Regions from separate parts of the Mus musculus genome. Here all the other regions are linked to region 2. The links are chromatin contacts, called in public promoter capture Hi-C maps. All regions are on one chromosome and are shown on one strand. The core of a region is the stretch at or near the end of the contact, and the rest is flanking DNA. Distances in the headings are between cores, read along the strand shown. Region 1 holds the start of Isoc2b (isochorismatase domain containing 2b). Region 2 holds the start of Rps5 (ribosomal protein S5). Region 3 holds the start of Zfp787 (zinc finger protein 787). Region 4 holds the start of Epn1 (epsin 1). Region 5 holds the start of Ccdc106 (coiled-coil domain containing 106). Region 6 holds the start of Zfp628 (zinc finger protein 628). Region 7 holds the start of Tomm40 (translocase of outer mitochondrial membrane 40).

Evidence for each region. Promoter capture Hi-C pulls out the DNA fragments that hold promoters and counts their contacts.
Region 1: a promoter capture Hi-C map of second pharyngeal arch cranial neural crest shows a contact between it and region 2. The contact joins the promoter of Isoc2b here to the promoter of Rps5 in region 2. A contact is called at or near these places in 5 of 39 promoter capture datasets (cranial neural crest, frontonasal cranial neural crest, maxillary cranial neural crest and 2 more).
Region 3: a contact with region 2 is called in a promoter capture Hi-C map of pre-B cells. The contact joins the promoter of Zfp787 here to the promoter of Rps5 in region 2. A contact is called at or near these places in 6 of 39 promoter capture datasets (cranial neural crest, frontonasal cranial neural crest, liver and 3 more).
Region 4: a contact with region 2 is called in a promoter capture Hi-C map of second pharyngeal arch cranial neural crest. The contact joins the promoter of Epn1 here to the promoter of Rps5 in region 2. A contact is called at or near these places in 6 of 39 promoter capture datasets (cranial neural crest, frontonasal cranial neural crest, liver and 3 more).
Region 5: a promoter capture Hi-C map of second pharyngeal arch cranial neural crest shows a contact between it and region 2. The contact joins the promoter of Ccdc106 here to the promoter of Rps5 in region 2. A contact is called at or near these places in 6 of 39 promoter capture datasets (cranial neural crest, frontonasal cranial neural crest, liver and 3 more) and 1 of 484 Hi-C or Micro-C datasets (rod photoreceptor).
Region 6: a promoter capture Hi-C map of pre-B cells shows a contact between it and region 2. The contact joins the promoter of Zfp628 here to the promoter of Rps5 in region 2. A contact is called at or near these places in 4 of 39 promoter capture datasets (cranial neural crest, maxillary cranial neural crest, pre-B cells and 1 more).
Region 7: a promoter capture Hi-C map of second pharyngeal arch cranial neural crest shows a contact between it and region 2. The contact joins the promoter of Tomm40 here to the promoter of Rps5 in region 2. A contact is called at or near these places in 5 of 39 promoter capture datasets (cranial neural crest, embryonic stem cells, maxillary cranial neural crest and 2 more).

Annotation. Positions count from the first base shown.
Region 1 is chr7:4,864,778-4,867,477 of GRCm38.p6, reverse strand. It overlaps Isoc2b (isochorismatase domain containing 2b), which reads left to right and starts at 1,299. Exons shown (of 6, transcript NM_026158.2): 1 at 1,299-1,417.
Region 2 is chr7:12,920,910-12,923,616 of GRCm38.p6, reverse strand. Rps5 (ribosomal protein S5) reads right to left here and starts at 1,306. Exons shown (of 6, transcript NM_009095.2): 1 at 1,229-1,306; 2 at 536-644. The coding sequence starts at 643.
Region 3 is chr7:6,154,664-6,157,363 of GRCm38.p6, reverse strand. Zfp787 (zinc finger protein 787) reads left to right here and starts at 1,399. Exons shown (of 3, transcript NM_001013012.2): 1 at 1,399-1,519. It overlaps Gm36371 (a long non-coding RNA gene), which reads right to left and starts at 145. Exons shown (of 2, transcript XR_391130.2): 1 at 1-145.
Region 4 is chr7:5,078,809-5,081,508 of GRCm38.p6, reverse strand. Epn1 (epsin 1) reads right to left here and starts at 1,274. Exons shown (of 12, transcript NM_010147.4): 1 at 1,032-1,274. It overlaps U2af2 (U2 small nuclear ribonucleoprotein auxiliary factor (U2AF) 2), which reads right to left. Exons shown (of 12, transcript NM_133671.3): 12 at 1,564-2,327. The coding sequence ends at 2,193.
Region 5 is chr7:5,055,274-5,058,010 of GRCm38.p6, reverse strand. Ccdc106 (coiled-coil domain containing 106) reads right to left here and starts at 1,285. Exons shown (of 5, transcript NM_146178.2): 1 at 352-1,285; 2 at 108-212; 3 at 1-19. The coding sequence starts at 382. It overlaps Gm15510 (predicted gene 15510), which reads left to right and starts at 895. Exons shown (of 4, transcript NR_166619.1): 1 at 895-1,258.
Region 6 is chr7:4,913,928-4,916,627 of GRCm38.p6, reverse strand. It overlaps Zfp628 (zinc finger protein 628), which reads right to left and starts at 1,411. Exons shown (of 3, transcript NM_170759.2): 1 at 1,223-1,411.
Region 7 is chr7:19,713,973-19,716,738 of GRCm38.p6, reverse strand. It overlaps Tomm40 (translocase of outer mitochondrial membrane 40), which reads left to right and starts at 1,310. Exons shown (of 10, transcript NM_016871.2): 1 at 1,310-1,381; 2 at 1,480-1,758; 3 at 2,379-2,446. The coding sequence starts at 1,485. It overlaps Nectin2 (nectin cell adhesion molecule 2), which reads left to right. Exons shown (of 9, transcript NM_008990.3): 9 at 1-95. Gm38955 (a long non-coding RNA gene) reads right to left here and starts at 1,275. Exons shown (of 2, transcript XR_881874.2): 1 at 750-1,275.

The sequences.
Region 1 (2,700 bases), core at 50-2,549, 8.1 Mb after region 2:
CTGGCTTGTTGTTTTTAATCTTTGTTCAGCTCATTTTGTTTTTGAGGCTCAGTTTCAGGATGCACTTGAGTTCACTGTTCTGGGGAGACCAACTTTGAACCTCTGCCGGTTGCCTTCCCAGTCCCATCCCATCCCCCATCTCTCCCACCCTCACCCCACCCCCATGCATACAGTGCTGGGCACTAAAGCGAAGGCTTTATTCATGCCAGGCAAGGACTCTGCCACCTGAGCTACAGTTCCAGCCTTATTTCTTTTTCTTTGTTCGACAGTGTCACACTCTGTGGCCCAGGCTAACCTGGAACTCTGTGTATATATATATCTCTCCCCCAAAAGATCCTCACCCACACTCAGCCTCCCAAGTGCTGGGTTTACAGTCCTCGTTAGCCACCATGCCTAGCCCTTTTCTCATAACTTCAAGGTGAAGAAATCCTCCTGTCTCCACTTCTGAGTACTTGGGGTCATGGGTATTAAGCCACCGTAATCAGCTTTTGTTTTCTTATTCATTGAACTCAAGGCCTCAGCTTCTAGAACGCTGGGATTACCGGCCCTGAGCCACCATACCAGGTTTATATATCTGGATGAAGTAATCCTCTCTCTCTTAACCCCCACTTCTAAGTACAGAGTCAGTTTTCTATATAGACCACCCAAGGAGACAAGTCCTGAATTCCTGGAGAAAAAGCTAACTGGCAAGCAGTGGGGGAAAATGTCTTACGAGGCTTGTTCTTTTGTTTTCTTAGTTTGACTTTCGGGTTTTCGAGACAGGACTTACTTCCGTGTTGTACTGGCTATTCTGGAATTCGCGTTGTAGAGTCAGAATTATGCCTGCCTCTGCCTCCTGAGTACTGGAACTAAACCATTAACTAAATCATCGGTTTATGATGATTACTGGAACTAAACATTTGCGCCACCATGCCCGGCTGTTGTTTTGGTTGACAGGGTCTCACCACGCAGTCCCGGCTAGTCTCGAACTGGCGATACTCGTGCTTCAGCCTTCCTAGAGCTAGGTTACAGAAAGCATCACCTCTCCCCGGTCGCCCCGGATGGAGTGGATGGTGCCATGAACCCTACACTAGCCAAGATTGAGCCTCTAGCTCTCTGGTCGTTCTTCACCCTCCTTCCGGGTTAGAAGCCGAGCTCTCAGCCAAGGCCCTCCCTCCGTGGATTTTCATTGGTCCTACCCTCTGTCTCTCCGCCTGCTCCAGTTTCTTCAGACCAATCGAATTAACAGGATGGAGTAGAACAGAGTGAGGCGAACGCCGATTGGTTGGCTCGGCGCGGGGGTGTAGACCCGCGGCTCTGACTACGTGTCTACAAAGGGCAAAAAGGAGGCCCAGTACGGGGTCAGTGGGAATCCAGCGGGGAAAAGGTCACGGGACTTCTTGGAAAAGGGGCCCGAACTCGAACCTGGGACCTTCGAGTAAGTCCGGTTCGTTACTTGCTGGCTGTTTGCAAACCCACCATCCCGTCATTCAGACCGGGAAACGGAAGCTTTGCAGGGTGTCGGGTTCGGGGGTTGGAATGGCATTCCATTTGGTCTCAGGATAGACCCGCGGGGAGAGTCCCCAACCCTCTCTAGAGACAAATTTTGCATCAACCCCGCCAGTGAGCTAACCCTGGAGAAAAAAAGAGACCCAGAGAGGAAGGGAAACTCACCCAGGGTCACACAGCCTGAAATTCCTGGTTCCAGGAGTTGTGGTCCCCGCTTCTCTCACAATTACGTGCTCCTCTGTATCGCTCTCCCTAAAGCATCGTGGATCCTCTCCCATCTGTGTCCCCAGTCCATCTCGATCAAATCTGGCGAACTGAGCCTGGCTGTCATGAAAGCCAGGCAAATCAAGTGCTCTCTACCACTGAACTCCATCCAGCCCCCTTGCTCATTTCCTTCACACTGTGCCTCCCAAAAATGGGTTCCCAAGCCAAGAACCCAGCCCTTGGGACATAAGCCTTAAAAACCTATGAGGGGAATAGAGAAGGGGGGGCGAGTAGACATGGCTCAGTGGCTAAGAACTCTGGTTTCTCTTGTAGAGGACCTGGGTTTGGTACTCAGCACCCAGACGGTGGTTTACAACCGTCTTTAAATCTAGTTTCAGGGGACCCGACTACCTCTTCCAGCCTCCACAGACACTACATGCATGTGGCTATGCAGTCTCAGGTCAAACACTCATATAATAAACCCAGTCCGGGCTGGAGAGATGGCTCAGCAGTTACGAGCAGTGGCTCCTCTTCCAGAATGGCTCACAACCATCTGTAATGGGATCTGCTGCCCTCTTCTGGCATGCAGGCATACATGTAGACAGAGCACTCATATACAGGGAATAGATAAATAAATATTTTTTTAAAATTAAAAGTAAATCTGATCAACACACACATTTGGGATCCAGAGAGAAATGACTCCTTCGCTTGTCTCTGACCTCCACATATGCCCCATGGCATGGATACCCTCTCCCATATAGAAACTAAATAAATAAATAGAAATTTTTAAGGAAAAAAAAATCTACATTTGCCATTCAGGGAGCACAGATGGGAGTTTGCCATACCGTTCTTGCGCTTTTCATTTCACTGGCGCACTTTTTATCTGTGTTGGAGACCTCCCTTGCAGGTTTGTTTGTTTGTGGGTTTTTGTTTGGTTTTTTTTTGTTTTTGTTTTGTTTTGTTTTTTAAATGTCTGTGTTGGAGACCTCCCTTGCAGTTGTTTTTGGC
Region 2 (2,707 bases), core at 57-2,556:
CTTAGCCATAACAGTACCCATAGCCAACTGACATTTTTCAGGGGAGGGCAGCAGGGAACATTCATAGCACCAACTGGTCTCATACTCAAATTCCTCTTGCTGTAGGCTGATAGCAGCTTACCAACTGCTTTTGACAAGGGTGCCAACATGGTTCAGTTGACTAAAGCCATCTTTTCAATTGATACCCACTAACTGAATATACAAACGAAAGGGGACATCAAGTCAGGTGTAGTGGCACATGGGAGACAGAGGCAAGATCTCAAAGAGCTCCAGGCAGCCAGCAAGGGCTACACAGCAAGACCCTGACTCTGTCTCAAGAGACACACGATTAGAAAAATACGGGATAAAAACCACACTCTAACATCTTTTAGTGCCAGTTTGTATTAGGCGTGGGTGTAGCTGTCCAGTTATTGCTCTTCTACCTGTCTTGTACATCCACTGGTTGTTTTATGCCCTTTTCTGAACTAGAAGCTCATCCACACCTGGTCTCAATTAAAAAAATCATCACAAAGAACAATCATTAAGTTCCTTTTACCTGCAGAGAAATATCGTTGATCTGCACGTCATCAGTGCTCCATTTCCCAAAGAGCTTGATGTCAGGGGTCTCTGCCACCGCTGGTGTGGCTGCTTCCCACTCAGTCATCCTGGGGACAGGAGAATGGCAAGAAACCGTTACTGCCTAGACATGCTGGAGCAGTCACTCTGACCCCAAACTCTTCAGACGAACTCTCACTTTGTGGCAAACTGGGACATGAAGGGGAGACCCAGAAAGCTTTGAACAGCTCTCCAAACCCAGGAAAACCACTCAGGATTCTAAAGTAACTCGGCAGTCACCCCGCTAATCAGCTGGTACATGGACCACAGTATGATGGTTCATGAAGCCGTATACTCATCAGCTCCCATCAGATTTCCGTTGTGCACTTAGAACGTGTACTGAGCAAAAGAGTCATCACAAAACTAAGCAAACCTAGATTTATGTTTATGGTATATGACCCAAGTGATTTCCCTGGAGTCCCGTGTGTGCAAAGTATGAAGTCAAAACAGTGCAAACAAGAGGCGAAGACTAACTCGGCCCGTGCCGAGTTTCCCTAGGCACCCTTTTTCGCAGAGAAACGGTGAGATCCAAGCGGTCACGCCCAGGCTTCAGGTTCGGCCTCCGGCCCCCCAGATGTGCCTTAGAACACTCATGGTCACCTCTTCTGAACTCCGTGTCCCTCCGCAGCCTCACCTGAGGGCGCAGACTGGGCTTCTCAGTCGCTCGGCGTGGACCACGCGCCGCCCTGATACAGACAGGAAGAGGCCGCGCGCAGCGGACTAGCGCTTTTATGCAAAGCGAAAACTTCCGGGTCAGAGGTAGAGACGCACGCGCAGATGAAAACAGCGTGCTCACCAACCAATCAAGCGCTAGGATGAGAGGCGCCCTTTGAGCCGGGTAAAGCATGCGCACTTTTAGAAACAGCGCCACGCCCGTCTTCTGGCGGACCTCTGAAGTACTAGCTAGGCTTCTGAGTCGGCGCACATGCGCAGAAACTTTGGTGAGACCGACGCCGCCATATCTAAGTAGTGCTGACGTCCAGTCCACGCTCTCCGTAATTAGGCTGCAAAACCCAGGAACCATGGACGGTGGATTCTTAGCTAGGGCAACCAGCTCGGCTCACATTTTCTCACCAAAATAATGGAGTCGGGTCCTGTGGTTACCACCGATCCGGGTTCACAAGCACGGGCCCCACCCTCTCCCCTCCCGCAAGCCATGCTCGGCGGGTCCCAGGCTTCCGGTATGGGATCACTTCCTTTTTAATCACTCTGGCCACGCTTGTCTGGGCTTTTTTTCCTCAGGTTCAATCGCGGACAGTAGATTCCGACCGCCATTCGTGAACCTCCCCGGGGAGGGATACATAGAGGGGAGTCCTGGAGGGGTTGGCAGCCCGGGGATCTCCTAGGTGACTTACTTATCTGAGATCCCAGTGATTTGGTACTAATAAGGGAGAGACCTTGCCAGCAGGTTCACCCCCAGGGGTGGGTTTGTTTGTTTGTTTGTTTTGGAGACAGGGTTTCTCCTTGTAGCACCGGCTGTCCAGGAACTCGCTCTTTAGACCAGGCTGATTCATCTGCCTCTGCTCCTCCCAACTGCTGGGATGAAACATAAGGAGAGGAGGGAGGGGAGAGGAGAGAAGAGGAAAGAGGGAGGGAGGGAGGGAGGGAGGGAGAGAGAAGAGAAGAGAGAGAAGAGAGGAAAGGTGTCAGCAAACATAAGGAGAGGAGGGAGAGAAGAGGAAAGAGGGAGGGAGGGAGAGAGAAGAGAAGAGAGAGAAGAGAGGAAAGGTGTCAACAAACATAAGGAGAGAAGGGAGGGGAGAGGAGAGAAGAGGAAAGAGGGAGGGAGGGAGGGAGAGAGAAGAGAAGAGAGAAGAGAGGAAAGGTGTCAACAAACATAAGGAGAGAAGGGAAGGGAGAGGAGAGAAGAGGAAAGAGGGAGGGAGGGAGGGAGAGAGAAGAGAAGAGAGAAGAGAGGAAAGGTGTCAACAAACATAAGGAGAGAAGGGAAGGGAGAGGAGAGAAGAGGAAAGAGGGAGGGAGGGAGAGAGAGAGAAGAGAAGAGAGGAAAGGTGTCAACAAACATAAGGAGAGAAGGGAGGGGAGAGGAGAGAAGAGGAAAGAGGGAGGGAGAGAGAGAGAAGAGAGATTCTCACCCCGTTTTCTTCTCTAT
Region 3 (2,700 bases), core at 150-2,649, 6.8 Mb after region 2:
TCCTCTGTGTGGCCCAGGACTCGGGATGGAACAGTAACTACCGTGGCTGTGTCTGATGCTGCCAGTTTGCCTTTTAGTTTTGTTAGCTTTGAGCCAGGAAGGGATAGTTAATTTTTTTTTTTTTTTTTTTTTTTACTGTCCTCCGTTTACTCTTTACCTTTGGGGCCATTTTAATACCCCTGCTGTGGGTTCGCCTTTAGCCTTTTGATCAGTTACAAGCAGCCTGTGATCTTTATCACCCGTTGAAAGGTCCTGGCTGGTTTATCTTTAATCTAACCACGGAAGTCCAGCGCTTGAACATGAATTACAGGCAGTTTGGACATTTTCCATTACAGGGCTCAGCATAGGCCTCCTCTTGAATTTTCTAACTCTCTACACATCCTTAACAGTCTGCTGAGCAAAGACTTCTGGAGCACCTTGCTAAGGAGATGGCTATGCTTTCCATTTTCTTAGCTTGTCCTCAGGTGTCATGTATCGTTTTGCCTGTGGGCTTTGCTTCTTTAGGCTGCCCAGGATTTTCTCTGGTGCAGGAGGAGTTTGTTTAAAAAGTCCATCCCTTACTTAGTCCAAGTGTCAGCAGCACCTGACGCCTGCTTTTGTAAAGGTAGTTACGTGATGATGATACCATTTGTCTCAGAGAAGCTGACATTGACTTTCAAGTTTCAAATTGTGCCTTGGAAGCAGATATCTGTAGAGGGTCCTTTCATTCCTTTTCTTCATCATCAGCATCCTCCAAACTGTGATGGACCTTTCTTCTAGGAGAGTAATAAGTCATAAACACTTAATTTGGAGCCCTACTCTGAAGGTTCGAGGTCATTCTTGCTATGTCACTTAGTAAGGTAATGTGACCTCTGGTTCTCTGCAAAACAGGCCGATTTCAAGATGAGGTCGTCCCAAAATGCAACCCGCACCGGAGGCTCGAGCGGAAACATTTTGGGGAAAAACTCCAGATCTCGTGAACCGAATTTTTTCTTGAGACCGGCGTTGGCCTGGAAGCGCCCCGGGGCGGAAGGGGTTACGATGATAGAGACGACAGGAGGACTGGAGTAGTGGGAGCGTCGCCGCGGGCAGCTCACCGCGCAGGCGCGAGCGACGAGGCTGGGTTGGGGGCCGCCCCGACACCCGGAAGTGTGCGCCTAACGGGTCGAGCCCAGCCTTCTGTCCGGGGAGGGGGCGGGGCCCGAGCCCCTCGGAGCGAGGCGCCATAGAGCAAAACGGAGGACCTGGGTCCTAGATAATTCCGGAAGTAGCGTCCCGAGGCGCCTTTCCGTACCATAGAGCCGGAGGGGGTAGCGGTCAGGGGTCCTGGAGCTCCTCTGCCTAGAGTGGCGAGGTAGCGGTGGCGGCCTGGGAGGGGGAGGAGAGGGAGAGGCGCGAGCGGAAGCGGCCGGGAAGGTCACTTCCGGCCTGGGCGCCCGTCCCCCTGACCCCAGGGTCTGAGTCGCCGCTGCCGCCGCTGCCACCATCCGCGAGGCAGGCGAGAGGAAGAGTGCGGCGTGACGGCCCCGGGGCCGCGGAGGTGAGGGCGGCCGCGGGCTCAGGGGGGCGTGCGCCGAGTGGCTGGGATGAGAGCGCGTCGGGAAGCTGGGCTTCGGACGGGGGTGGGTGGGGAGGCGGGAGGGCGAGCGCGGCAGAGCGGACTAGTGCGCGTGCGTGTCGTGTTAGGGGTGTGTGTGGGGGGGGTGGGCGTGAGCGGGCGCGCGGCCGGGGAGTTCGCGCGCGCGCGCGGGAGAGATTGGCGCCGCGGCCTGGGACAATGCGCGTGCGCTACTCCGGCGGCAGTGCTGGGCCGGCAGGCACCTGGGTTATCCAACCGGTGGGGTCCGGGCCACCCGGACTGGACTTGCAGCCGGTCATGGCCGGAAGTGCCAGGGACTTGTTGCGGGGGCGAGGCTTGATGTGGGGAGAGACCCCGCCGCCTGGATTGGGCTGACCGGAAACGGCGGCCCATGGTCAGTCTCGGCCCAAGTTCTCCCAAGTCCTCTCCTTCCTCAAATCGAGTCGCCTGGCCCGTTGCTGCCTCGGGGGCCATGCGCTGGCCTTTGATCCAGCGAGTAATTACGGGATGCAGGTGGCGGGAGGCTCATTCATCTATTTCCCCCGCGCGTGCTGACCGGCGGCAGGAAACACGTCCTGGGAGGGGAAGCGCCAGGCCAAGGTCAGCACCGTGTGGGTCGTCCTGGGCCGCCTGGACTGTTGCCTTCCTCCCCTGGGCGGACACAGGGCTGGGTCCAGCGCGGAGCCCCGCCCCTTAGCAGACCTCCCGCCTCCACCTCCAATCTGTACAAGAGTTAGGTCATAGGGTGACCCCCAAGCCCCGGGAATGTGTGCCCCAGCACTTACAAAAGGTCAGTCGGAAAAGTGATCCACAGACGAAGAAGTGAGTGGGGAGTGAACTGACACCTGTCTTAACACCAGGATAGGAAAATGAACATGAACTGGGGTTGGAAAGCAGGAGCTGAGACCTGACCCAGGACGACCTTAGGCGTTATTGCCCAGGTCGTTATTAAAAACGCAGACCTGATGGGTTCCCCCAACCCCTTAATTTCTGATTCAGGCTCCATGTTTGGCGTTGTTGAGAATCTAGCTGAGATCTGGCCTCTGCTCTGGGGAAAGCTTTAAGCCTCTTGGGTCAAGTGCAGGTAACTTTCCCCTCCTGCTTCTCTGGAGTCACTGAGTGCTGTGCTGCCATGGCCCAGA
Region 4 (2,700 bases), core at 25-2,524, 7.8 Mb after region 2:
ACAAAGGGAGGGGTGCTGCCCGGCAAGCTTGCTGATTAAATAAGACGGGTACATAAAGAACTTGGTTCTGTGCCCCACAGATAGTAGGCGCTCGGTACTCCTGGCTGCTATTATTATCAGAAAAAACATTTCCAAAAGGGTGGCATCTAAAGACGCACTATCCTAACACCAACTACCTACTTCAAGCATGTTCAAAAAAAACATACTAAATCTCACAAATGCTGCTGAAAATGGGGCCATTTTCCACAGTTAATTTAGAATTTCTTATTAAACAGTACAAACAATATAGTGAGTCCCCAAGGGGGACTCAAAAACCTGGTATCAAATACTAAGCGAGACAAAATCTCTAGTAACTAGAGCTACTAATAATCACATGCTTAACTCCAGGCCAGACACTGTAAGGCACTTTACCAGGACCACTCCAATGCGCAGAGACCCTGTGGTGCAGGAATTATGAATGCTTCCGTTTAGAAGACTAGGAAAACTGAAGACCAAGGCAAGCAGCGGGGGCTTTGGAATCCACAGCCAGAGCTCTTGTCAGAACACCAGAGACTCAGAAACCTGGGAAGCACATCCTAAGCAAAAGCAGTGGGTTCCTAGAAAGGAATTTTGGGCCTGGGGACGACAGCAATGACCCGGAGAGAAATAATGCACCAAGAGGGAGACCAGTCTGGGGAAATGAAGACACAGAAACCCAGAAAATACAAGCATTGCATGCATCCTGACAGGAACACGGAGCAATCCAAGACACAAACAGCACTCGGATCTCCAAGCCCTTTTGTACAAACACAGAAACACAGAAGCAGAGCAACACAGACAGCAGGGCCACGCGAGACGGGGACACTGACAATCCCAAAAAAAGACACACACCGGCAGGCAAACCCGACCCGGGCACAGCGGTACAAAAGCAGCCACAAGCCATCAGCGGCTGGAACACCGGCTCCGAGGCTGGCTGGACCCGCGCGCGCCACGGCCCAGGCCGGAACACCGGACTTGCCGCGACGGAGGCCAGCATTGCGCCCCTCGCTCACCTCGGCCCGCTTATACCGGGCTTCCAGGGGTCATGACGGTCAGCCCCCTGCCCCCGCTCGGCCTCGGTGTCGCGGGGCGCGCGCCGAGCTGCGGGAAGCAGAAGTGCGCACGTGCGCACGCACAGACGCACGGAGGGCCGCACAGCGACGGCCCCGCCGCCCCGGCGCCCGGGAGGGGCGCAGAGAGCCGGGCGGGGGAGGGGAGCCGCCGAGCGGACGGGAAGCAACCGAAGGTGGCAGCGGACCGGAAGCGGAAATGAACTCACGTGCCCCGCCCTCTGCACTTCGCCCGGCAGCCTCCACTTCCGCGACCAAACCCACCCCGGCACCATTTCCGGCGCACGGGACTGCGCGTCCTTATGCCCTTGCGTCACTTCCGCATCTACGCAGCAGTGGAGACGCGTAAAGGTCCAAGCCTTGAAGCCTCCACTGTGGCTACCCTCGCGGGACCCTCAGGCCTGCCTCCTTCCCTGGGTGCCACCCTCCACACCCTCGGCCGAAAGAGACGGGCGGACACACTGGACACAGATGAGGATCCATAAAGTAAAATACAACAAAATGTTTAATGAGCAAATTCGTATTAGCAAATATGAAACTGCCACAGAGAGGGGGAGCGGGACAGAGACCACGGGTTGAGTCAGGAAGACTAAGGAGAAGAACCAACTACTTAAGAAACCAGGGTGGAGAACAGGAAGGACCAGAAGCCAAAGGACGGGAGCTGTGGTCCTGCAAAGGGAGAGGGCAGGGCACTGAGGGCCAGACAACAAAATTCAAAATAGTTTGGCCATAAAATATAAACACGCTATGTTCCTACCATGGGGGAAGAGAGGAGGAAAGGGGTGTAAGGGATAAGAGGCTGTTTGGGAAGGGGCTGTGGAGGTCCTACCCGCCCTGCTGTGCACACAGTCCCCATCCCAGCCCGTTCCCTCTGTGTCTGTGTGGGTGCATGTGTCTGTGTGGGCCTGTGTGCACTTGCCCAGTCCCCTTCCTGCCCTAGCCCCCCACCCCCCACCCCCCTTAATTGCTGCCATTCCAGTTGCTGCCGGCTGTCATTCGGCTGTCACTCCTCTGCCCATCTTCTTCAAGAGGGGGGAAAGGAGGAGGGGACAGGTGGGGGGAAAGTCCCCAGCCAGCCCTGCCCCCACCCTCCCCCAGCCACCTCTACCAGAAGTCCCGACGGTGGTAAGAATCAGGGTCACAGTATTTTGTGACCACCACTCTGTTGGCGAACTTGCGACCGGTTAGACCCTGCATGGCTTTCTGGCAGTCAAACACAGAGGTGAACTCCACGAAGATCTGTAGGAACAAGAGGCATATCTGTGAACAAGGTTGGCTCCTAGCATCTACTCAGCATTCATTTAAAGTACAGAATCAGCACAGGAAATGAGAGAACACCTCACCACACTGCACAGAGGACTTCAGTTCAGTATGAGGGTGTTTACCCAAACGTTCTCCAGTACCCAAGAACAAGGCACAGAAGCGAGACATCACAGAAATGAAGAAAACCAGGCAGGCCTGAGTCACTTAAGTACACGGGGCAGTGGCCAGAGGCAAGACCCCAGAGGAGAGAAGGGGTCACTTCTGCATCATGCACCCTACAGTGTTCCCCAAGCCACAACTGTCATGTTCTCCCCACAGACAAGGTAAGGAAAGCTCAGAAATTAGGACT
Region 5 (2,737 bases), core at 36-2,535, 7.9 Mb after region 2:
GAGGCGCCCTCTGGAGGCTCTAAGAACAGCAGGGACGGAGGTCATGCCCCAGGGTGAGGCAGTACCCCACCTGACTCCAGTCCCTCCAATGCCCTTTCTCAGCTCACCCTCAACATTTCTCCGAGACGGACTCAGACGGTATAAGATTTGTGAGTCTAAGTGGGGTGCCTCTTCAAAGGGAATGGAGATCTCAAAGGTCTCTTCGTCCTTCACTGCAGAGAGGTCAGCAGAGGTCACCCCAGAAGTGGCCTGAACCTTATAGACCACCCCCAACCATTGCTGTCCCATGGACAGAGGGAACCAGAATGTCAGACCAAGGATGGGAAAAGAAAGGGTCCCCAGGTGCCTCACTTGTCCGCCAACGGTTGTTTCTGTCATTCATATCGAGGAGGCTTCCTGCAGACCCAGCAACTGAGCCCTTGGGGGCACTGGACAGAAGCAGGTCACCAAAAGTCGGCAGTCCCTGGAGAGGTGGAATACCTGTCCCTCCGGAGTAAGGAAGGATCACCAGTCTGAGGGAGGAAAGGACCCATACTTCTGGACAGAGTCAGAGGCTTCCAAAGTATGTACCCAGAGCGAGGGGGCTCAGCGAGAGGAATCTTGGTTGTGAAGGGGCTCGGCCCTTAAATTCTTTGGTTCCTCGTGGGGTCAACACCACAGGGAGACCTGGCCTGAATGAGAAAGCCCTTCATCATGGCCCATCTCCGAACCCAATGCCATAAATGGAGAAACAACCACCCCTAACTTCCATTCTTGGGGTAGGGGGTCCATCCTGCAAGCGTTCCCCTGTCCCAGCCGCCCATTCCTCCCGCACTCGCGTGGGCGAGTAAAGCCCCTCCCCGAAGTGGGAGCTGGGCGCGTGCGCAGTGCGTGGGAGGTCACGCGTGGGGATGCGCCCCCACCCTTTGTCCCACAAGTGGGAGGGGGCGACCGTGGCGAAGGGTCCCAGAATGGGCAACCGGCATGGGGGTGTCGACCGTGGGCACCGTTCCCCGCCTTTGGGTGCTCAGGGTACAAGGGGCCGAGGCCCCGCTCTCACCCACCCGCGCACGGACTCCAGCCCCGGGACCGACGGCAGTGGCGGCGCCCATGCCCAGCGCAGGGGAGCGTCTGCAAAGTGTCGCGGAGAGAAGCGCCCACCCACCAGTAAGCGGGCGTAGCGGCAGAGGAGGGGGAGAACTGGATGGCGGAGCGCGGAGACGTGGGCACTAACCGAATCAGGCCTGCCGAGCCTGGGGCGCCTCTTCCTGGAGCCCAGGTGAGGCCCGCCGTTTGCGCGGAGGTCGGGACCGCACTTGCGCGATAGCCCCTTGCAACACCCCTCCAACCCCCACCCCACACACAACCCCCCCCCCCTCCTTTCCCAAAGCCTAGGCAGGGATCCTCATGAAATTCTCATCCTGCACAGCTGATGCGGTTCCGGGGGTCCTCCGGGTGAGTGGCTATGTGACCAGTGGGCCGAGAAAAGTCAGAAGGTATGAGGCAGTAAGGAAAATTGAAGTGAAATTTGAGTCTCCTTTAATGATCCCTAAGTAGCTGATTAATACATGCATACCTTTAGTCTTAGCCGCTCCAACCTACCATAACCTCCACCCACCCCCATCCACGAAAAGGATTAAAGGAATAAGAGGACCAGGATGTGAGAATGGGTTGTGTGGTGGTTACTTCTCCGCAAAGTGTGGGTCAGGAATAGCCCACACTGGAGCCACCTGTGGAACAGCTACACTCCAGTCCTTGCTCCTCATTCCTCCATGGCCTCAGTTTACTCACCTGTTCAGTGGGAAGTTACTCTTAAAAGCCTTTGAGAGGATGTAGTTGTGTGACATACCAAAGGCTCAGCCCAGAACCGGACCACTCTTGGAGCTTAAGATCCAAGCGCTGTTGATATTATTTGAAGTCAGTCGGTGTAGATGCACAGCCTTTAAGACACTCCCCCTCTCCCTTCCGCCCCAAAAGAAGTCGTGTAAAGAGGCTATCTGCATAGGGCACATACACACACACAATCAGAGGAAAGGAGCAGCGAAGACATGTTTATTAGACCTACACTGCCTCTCCGGTTCACAAGCAGCATCCTCTTTGGGGTTCTGAAGCCCTAAGAGGCATGACTTAAACCATCCTTGCAGAGGAAGACTGAATGTGTCAACCAAGACTAAGCAGTTCATTTTTACAAATAAACTGCATCCTGGGTCAGCAAGTCCAGGGGGAACCACCTGCCCTAGATCAGTATTTCAAACCACAGAGAATTGTATAAAGCCAGGTGAACTGTATAAAGCTGTGCTTATGCTCTAAGATGCTATTTTTTTAAGTATATTAATGTGGATTGTAGTTTGGGTGGGGAAGGGGTAGTGTTCAGAACCTTTTTCCCAAAGATGCTAGGAATGTTGCGCAGTGTGTAAGGTGCCTAGCATGCACAAAGCCCAGAGTTTCAGTATTCTGGAAGTGGAGGCAAGATCATAAATCCAATGTCACCCTGAACTACATTACAACCTTATCTAAATAAATAAATAAATAAATGGCAGGTTTGGGGAAACTGAAGTAGGCCTAACTCCCAGAGGAAAACGGCAGACTTTCCCATTACCCAGTCAAGGTCTTTGTTCCAGATAGCATAAACTAAAATGTCTCCCAAAATGTAAGTAAGGATTGAGAATGGGGTGTGGTGTGCATTGAGTGTTCAATATAAGGTCCCTACTTCCAGTGTCAAAATAGAGACCTCTGACTACCCACTAAAACTTCCCAG
Region 6 (2,700 bases), core at 162-2,661, 8.0 Mb after region 2:
CTCGAACTCAGATGTCTGCATCTGCCTCCTGAGTGCTGGGCTCAAAGGCGTGCATCACCACCACCCTAGCCAGGACTTCTCAACCTCACCAGCACAGAGATTTGGAGACAGGTCATTCTTTGTCAGAGGGGCTGTCTAATAAATGGATGGGTGTTCATCAGGATTCCTGACTCAATAGGATGGATGCCACTGGTAACAAAACACAGTGCCAGCTTGACCCTTCCCTAGTAAATCCTGAAGTCAGTACTGCAGTGACAGTACCCCAGGACAGTCCCATCAACATATAAGTCTCTTACTGCTTGTTCTACTCTGTCAATGTTCACATCATCCAAACAGAGAACCTCTGCTTCGTTCGATCGATCGTTCTCTGATGCATCCATCACCCACCAAAACATCAGGAGAGAGCATGCTCAGTAAAGACAGTCTGAGTGAAGAGAGGGAGGCACCCCCTTTTGACAGGTTATAAAGGATTTCTTTTTCAAAGGGCAATAGGCTATGAAGGATTGTTTTTTTAAAGGGCTGTTGTTCCTTTTGGCGTGTAGGTGACAAATGAGGTTCAGAAACTGTCTGTGCCTCTGAGGCCATATCTTTTAACACAAGAGGCCCAACGGAACAGGGACCCATCTTAGCAGTGAGAGTGCCCTTTAAGCGTCTGGGCTTTACGAGGAAGCTCTTGGGGTTTGGGATGTAGCTCGGTTATTAAGGGTTAATGACTGGCATGCACAAAGCTCTGGGTTCTTGTCACAGTACACCATAGAACTGGGCGTGGTGGCACAGGCAGGCCTGTAATCCCAGCGCGCAGATGAAGGCAGCAGGATCGTAAATTTAAGGTCATTGTCAGCTATACAGTGAGTCTGACGGCATCCTAAGCTACATGAGGTTTTATCTGGGAGGGAAAAAAGATCTCTTTGTTCAGATAGTCTAGGGACCAGCAGAATTATGAAACTTTTCCTTCAATGTTTGGGAAACTATCACCCGCTTTTAAGGAAATAACCCCCTTTTAGGAGAAAGGGGAGAAGGGAAAGGGCAGGAAGCTTTGCAAAAATGCAGCTAAACACACTGTCCTTACCCCTTTAAGAGGGCGGAGCCGGCCTAACAGATTAAATATCGGAGGCGAAATAGCGACCTTCCCTTTAAGGTACCCCTTCCGGTTTCCCGCTCGCCGTTCTCCAAACGACTCCGCCCTCCGGCCCTTCCCCCACCGCGCCCTCCGGTCTCTCACCTGTGGCCCCGGTCGGGGAGGGGGATCAAGGAGAACCCCAGGGCCTTCCCGCGGGGGCTGACGGGAAGCGGGGCCCGGCACAGCGCTGCGGGACCCGCGGCCCGGGAGGGGGCGGGGGCGCGCTCCCTCCCCACGGCCCCCGGCGCGAGGCACTCAACCTTTATCGGCGGCCTCTCGCGCACACAAACCCCGCCGCCGCCGCCTTCGTGCGTCATGACGCAACGCGCCAAGCCCGGCCCGGCCCCACCCACTGCTGGGGTTCGCCAGATGCAGAATCCCGGGGGTCCAAGCCTCAGGCCCGTGGTGTACACGCAGACCCTGTTCCCTCGTGCTGGGAAGGAAACTGAGGCACTCAACCTTCCTGCATGGCCTGGGATGGCCTGGGTCTCGGGAGTCTGAGTTGCCCCTACAAGCCTGCTTTTTTTCCCCTGCCTGCTGGTATCTGGGGCCAAGCTTGCTTTCTGAGCCTGTGCTGAGACTTTCGGATAGATTATTTTTGTTGTCTTAATTGTTTTTTGTTTTTGTTTTTTACTTTTTGAGACAATGGGCTCTTGTAGGCTCATGTAGCACGGGCTGGCCTTGAATTTTTTTTTTTTTTTCCGAGACAGTCCTGGAACTCTGTAGACCAGGCTGGACTCGAATTCAGAAATCCTCCTGCCTCTGCCTCCCAAGTGCTGGGATTAAAGGTGTGCGCCACCACTGCCCGGCTGCCTTTTTCTTAAGATCTATTTATTTTTACCTTCTCTGTATATGTGAGTTCCCACATGCATGTCTGTGCACCCCATGTGTGCCTGGTGCCTGAGGAAGCCAAAACAGAGTGTCAGATCCTTTGGAGCTAGAGTTACAGGGCAGTTGTGAACTGTCTGGTGTGGTCCCAAGGAACCGAAGCCCAGTCCTCTGTAAAACTAGCAGTTGTTCTTAACTACAAAGCTATCACCCCAGCCCTAACTTAGAGGGCTGGTGAGATGGCTCAGACTGATGGTACTGATGCTCGCTGCCCAGTGAAGCCATAGAGGAGTCTTAATCCAGCAACATGGCTATTGTGGCTGGAACACAGATATGACCTTAGTACACACCTTTAATTCCAGGAGACAGAGGCAAGCAGATCTCTTTGAGTCCAAGGCCAGCCTGGAATAGAGCAAGTTTCAGGTAAGGAAAAGCTTAGGACCAGGTTTGGTGGTGCATGCCTTTAATCCCAGCACTCAGGAGATAGAGGCATGTAGATCTCTGAGTTCTAGGCAACCAGTTCAGTTGAATCAGTGAGTTGAGAGGCTATGCAGAGGAGTTCAGAGGTAGTTTTCATAGAGATGGTTTTATAGAGACAAGTTGCAGGTGAAGACACAATGAGCCAGAGAATAAAAAGAAGCCAAATTAGAACAGATTTCTAGAGTTAGTTTGAGGTCAAGCAGAGCAATTCAGTCAGAAGCTGAGAGAATCAGTCACTTTGGAGAGGTGTTTAGGCCAGAGAAGCTGAGTTG
Region 7 (2,766 bases), core at 61-2,560, 6.8 Mb before region 2:
TGGAGAATCTGGGCATCTGGGTTGGGAATTTTATTTTGTAAGCATTTCCTACATAATATGAGTTTCTACTTTGATAAAGTCTTGTGTTTTCTGTGAGATGTGAAGTGAGTGGGGTACAATGAGGCCTGAAGCTTGAAAGGCATCCGTGATCTGTAAGTCAACAGAGAATGGACTCCCCTCCCTCCCCAAAAAGTCAAAAAAAAATGCCCCAGAAATTAATGAGTCATAAGCAAAACCGCATCAACCAAAAGAAAAAACGGTAGGCATGCAAGAAGTGTCTAAGATCATGAGGCAAATACTATTTTCAATGAAGCCCCCAAGGCGTGATGGGTAATGGAGCTAAACGAATGAGCCAGAAGCAAAGTAAGAAACGAGGGCTGTAGGCGTAGTGGGTAGTCGCCAGAAGGTAAAAGATTCCAAGATAGTTCATTAGAGAAAGGCCGGAAGGATGGGAAACGTGAACAGGCAGACACGAGCTAAACCGAGCCAAGGGATTGAAGCTCAATGAATGGGGGAATGAATGCTGGGTAATGGGAAAGGAATGAATGGGCCAAAGATAGAAGCTACAGTGACGCAAGGAGCAGACGGCATGATGGGTAAAAAAATAAAAGGGGGTGGGGGGGTCAAGGCAGCTGCGGCGTTAAGGGAGAAAGCGGCATTGTGGGTAGGCAGAGGCCGGCAGGTTATCCCAGAACTGGTTTGAAACCTTCCCGAGGCACTGTGGGAAGGGGCAGCACTTCCGGCTTTACCGTCGGGGACCCTGCCTCTCCACCGCGGTGCCTGTCGGGACGCGAGACCTGACCTTGCTGCCTAGCAGCGTCTGCAGCGCAACGCACCTCTACTGATGTCCCCTGACCCTGGCGCATTGGCCAATGAGAGACCTAGCACGCACGTCACCATGGCCGGCCCATTAGACATACTGTAGCCAATTAGAATGTGAGTTGAGCCAAGGTCCACCAATAGTCAAGGCATTTTCTGGGGCGGGTCTCCGCGCCTCCAAAAGGAGGGCGGGGCAATGAGCAGGTAGGCGTGTCAATGCGTGTGCTATCGACAAATAGCGAACTAGCTCCAGCCCCGCGGCGTCGCGAACCAATGAACTTGGGATACACGAGCCAATAGGAAGGTAGAGGAAGCTGCACTGACTGATTTCGACTAGGAACCAATAGGAGTAGGGCTTCAACAGAAGGGTGGAACTTCCTGCTAATTCTCCAATAGAATGTCTTTCTTCTAGGGCGGTGGGCGGATCTCGGAGGACACCGAACCAATAGAATCCATGGGGCGGGAAAACAGCGGTGGCGGCGGCGGCAGCGGGTTCGGTTGCGCTTAGCGCACGGGGTAGGAGCGGAGCCCAGGCCGGGAAGAGGAGCCGCCGCGGCCGCCAGTGAGAGCCGAGTCCGCTTTGGGTGGGAAGGGCCTGGGGTTGCATCCGGGGGTGTGCGTGTCGCCCCGATCCCTGCCCTCTGACCTTTCCCCTCGCAGATACCATGGGGAACGTGTTGGCTGCCAGCTCTCCGCCCGCAGGGCCACCGCCGCCTCCTACGCCGTCCCTCGTGGGGCTCCCGCCGCCGCCTCCTTCGCCGCCAGGCTTCACTCTGCCGCCGCTCGGCGGCGGCCTGGGCACTGGGTCAAGCACTGGCCGTGGTTCGGAACGGACTCCCGGGGCTGCGGCCAGCGGCGCTGCGGCGGCCTCGGAAGATGGGAGCTGCGGATGCCTGCCCAACCCGGGGACGTTCGAGGAGTGCCACCGGAAGTGCAAGGGTGAGGGGCGCCAGGCCCGAGTAGCCCCAGGGAAAGGGAAGGGACCCCCCGGAGGATTGGCGCACATCGTTGCAATCATTAAACAGAACGTTGGAAGCTGATGATGGATTGGAAGGGTGGGACCTTGAACTTGGGGCTCGAAACTGCGATCAGATGATGAACTCGTTGGGGAAGAATGCCACAGCAGGAGGGAGAAGTCTTAGGGTACTGAGAGCCAGGGGACCAACCCCACCAAGATTCAGGAGTGTGATCAGGAAGGGAATTATAGTCCAAGGTCACGGTGTCAAGAGGTTTTCCCCAATGTTCCTGTGAGGGGTTCGACCCAAGGATCCTAGCCTAGGATCTTTTGACAATTTGATCATAAGAGGGAGGACATTCTTACTCTCGATAGTTAAGTGTGTTAACTTACTAAATACTGAGGACAGTTCTGTGTGGTGAGAACTGTAAGCATGAGAAGTTAGGCAGGAGAGTGAATTTCCTAAGTTGAGGTGACTGCACTGGGTTTAAAATGTGCAAAGGGCCAAGGTTCCTCTAGTGGTGGAATTAGTGAGATAAGAGTTTGTGAAGAGAGCTTGGGATGGGAGAAGAATCTGGGGTATGACAGCATCTCTCTTCTGCAGAGCTGTTTCCAGTTCAGATGGAAGGTGTCAAACTTACAGTCAACAAAGGGTTGAGCAACCGTTTCCAGGTGAGCCTTTCTGGTGCCTTGACCCTCCAGAGGTCACAACAGCGATACTCCTCCATGCATACAGATCCCCTCACTCTTAAAGGCTTGGGGTTTTTGGTAGGTAGCAAGATTCAGATAGCACTCCAATGGCACCACTGGCCAGGGCAGAGGTGGGAAGATCGTACTCCCAAGACCAGACCAGCATGCATCAAAAGACCCTATATCAAAACATAAAAGACAAACTAACAGGAAGACTCAAGAATTCCAGGGTGACTACTTGGGGCCTGGGGGAGTTAGGGTTTAGGAATCCATAATTCTTACCCTACAAAGTCAAGTAGGAG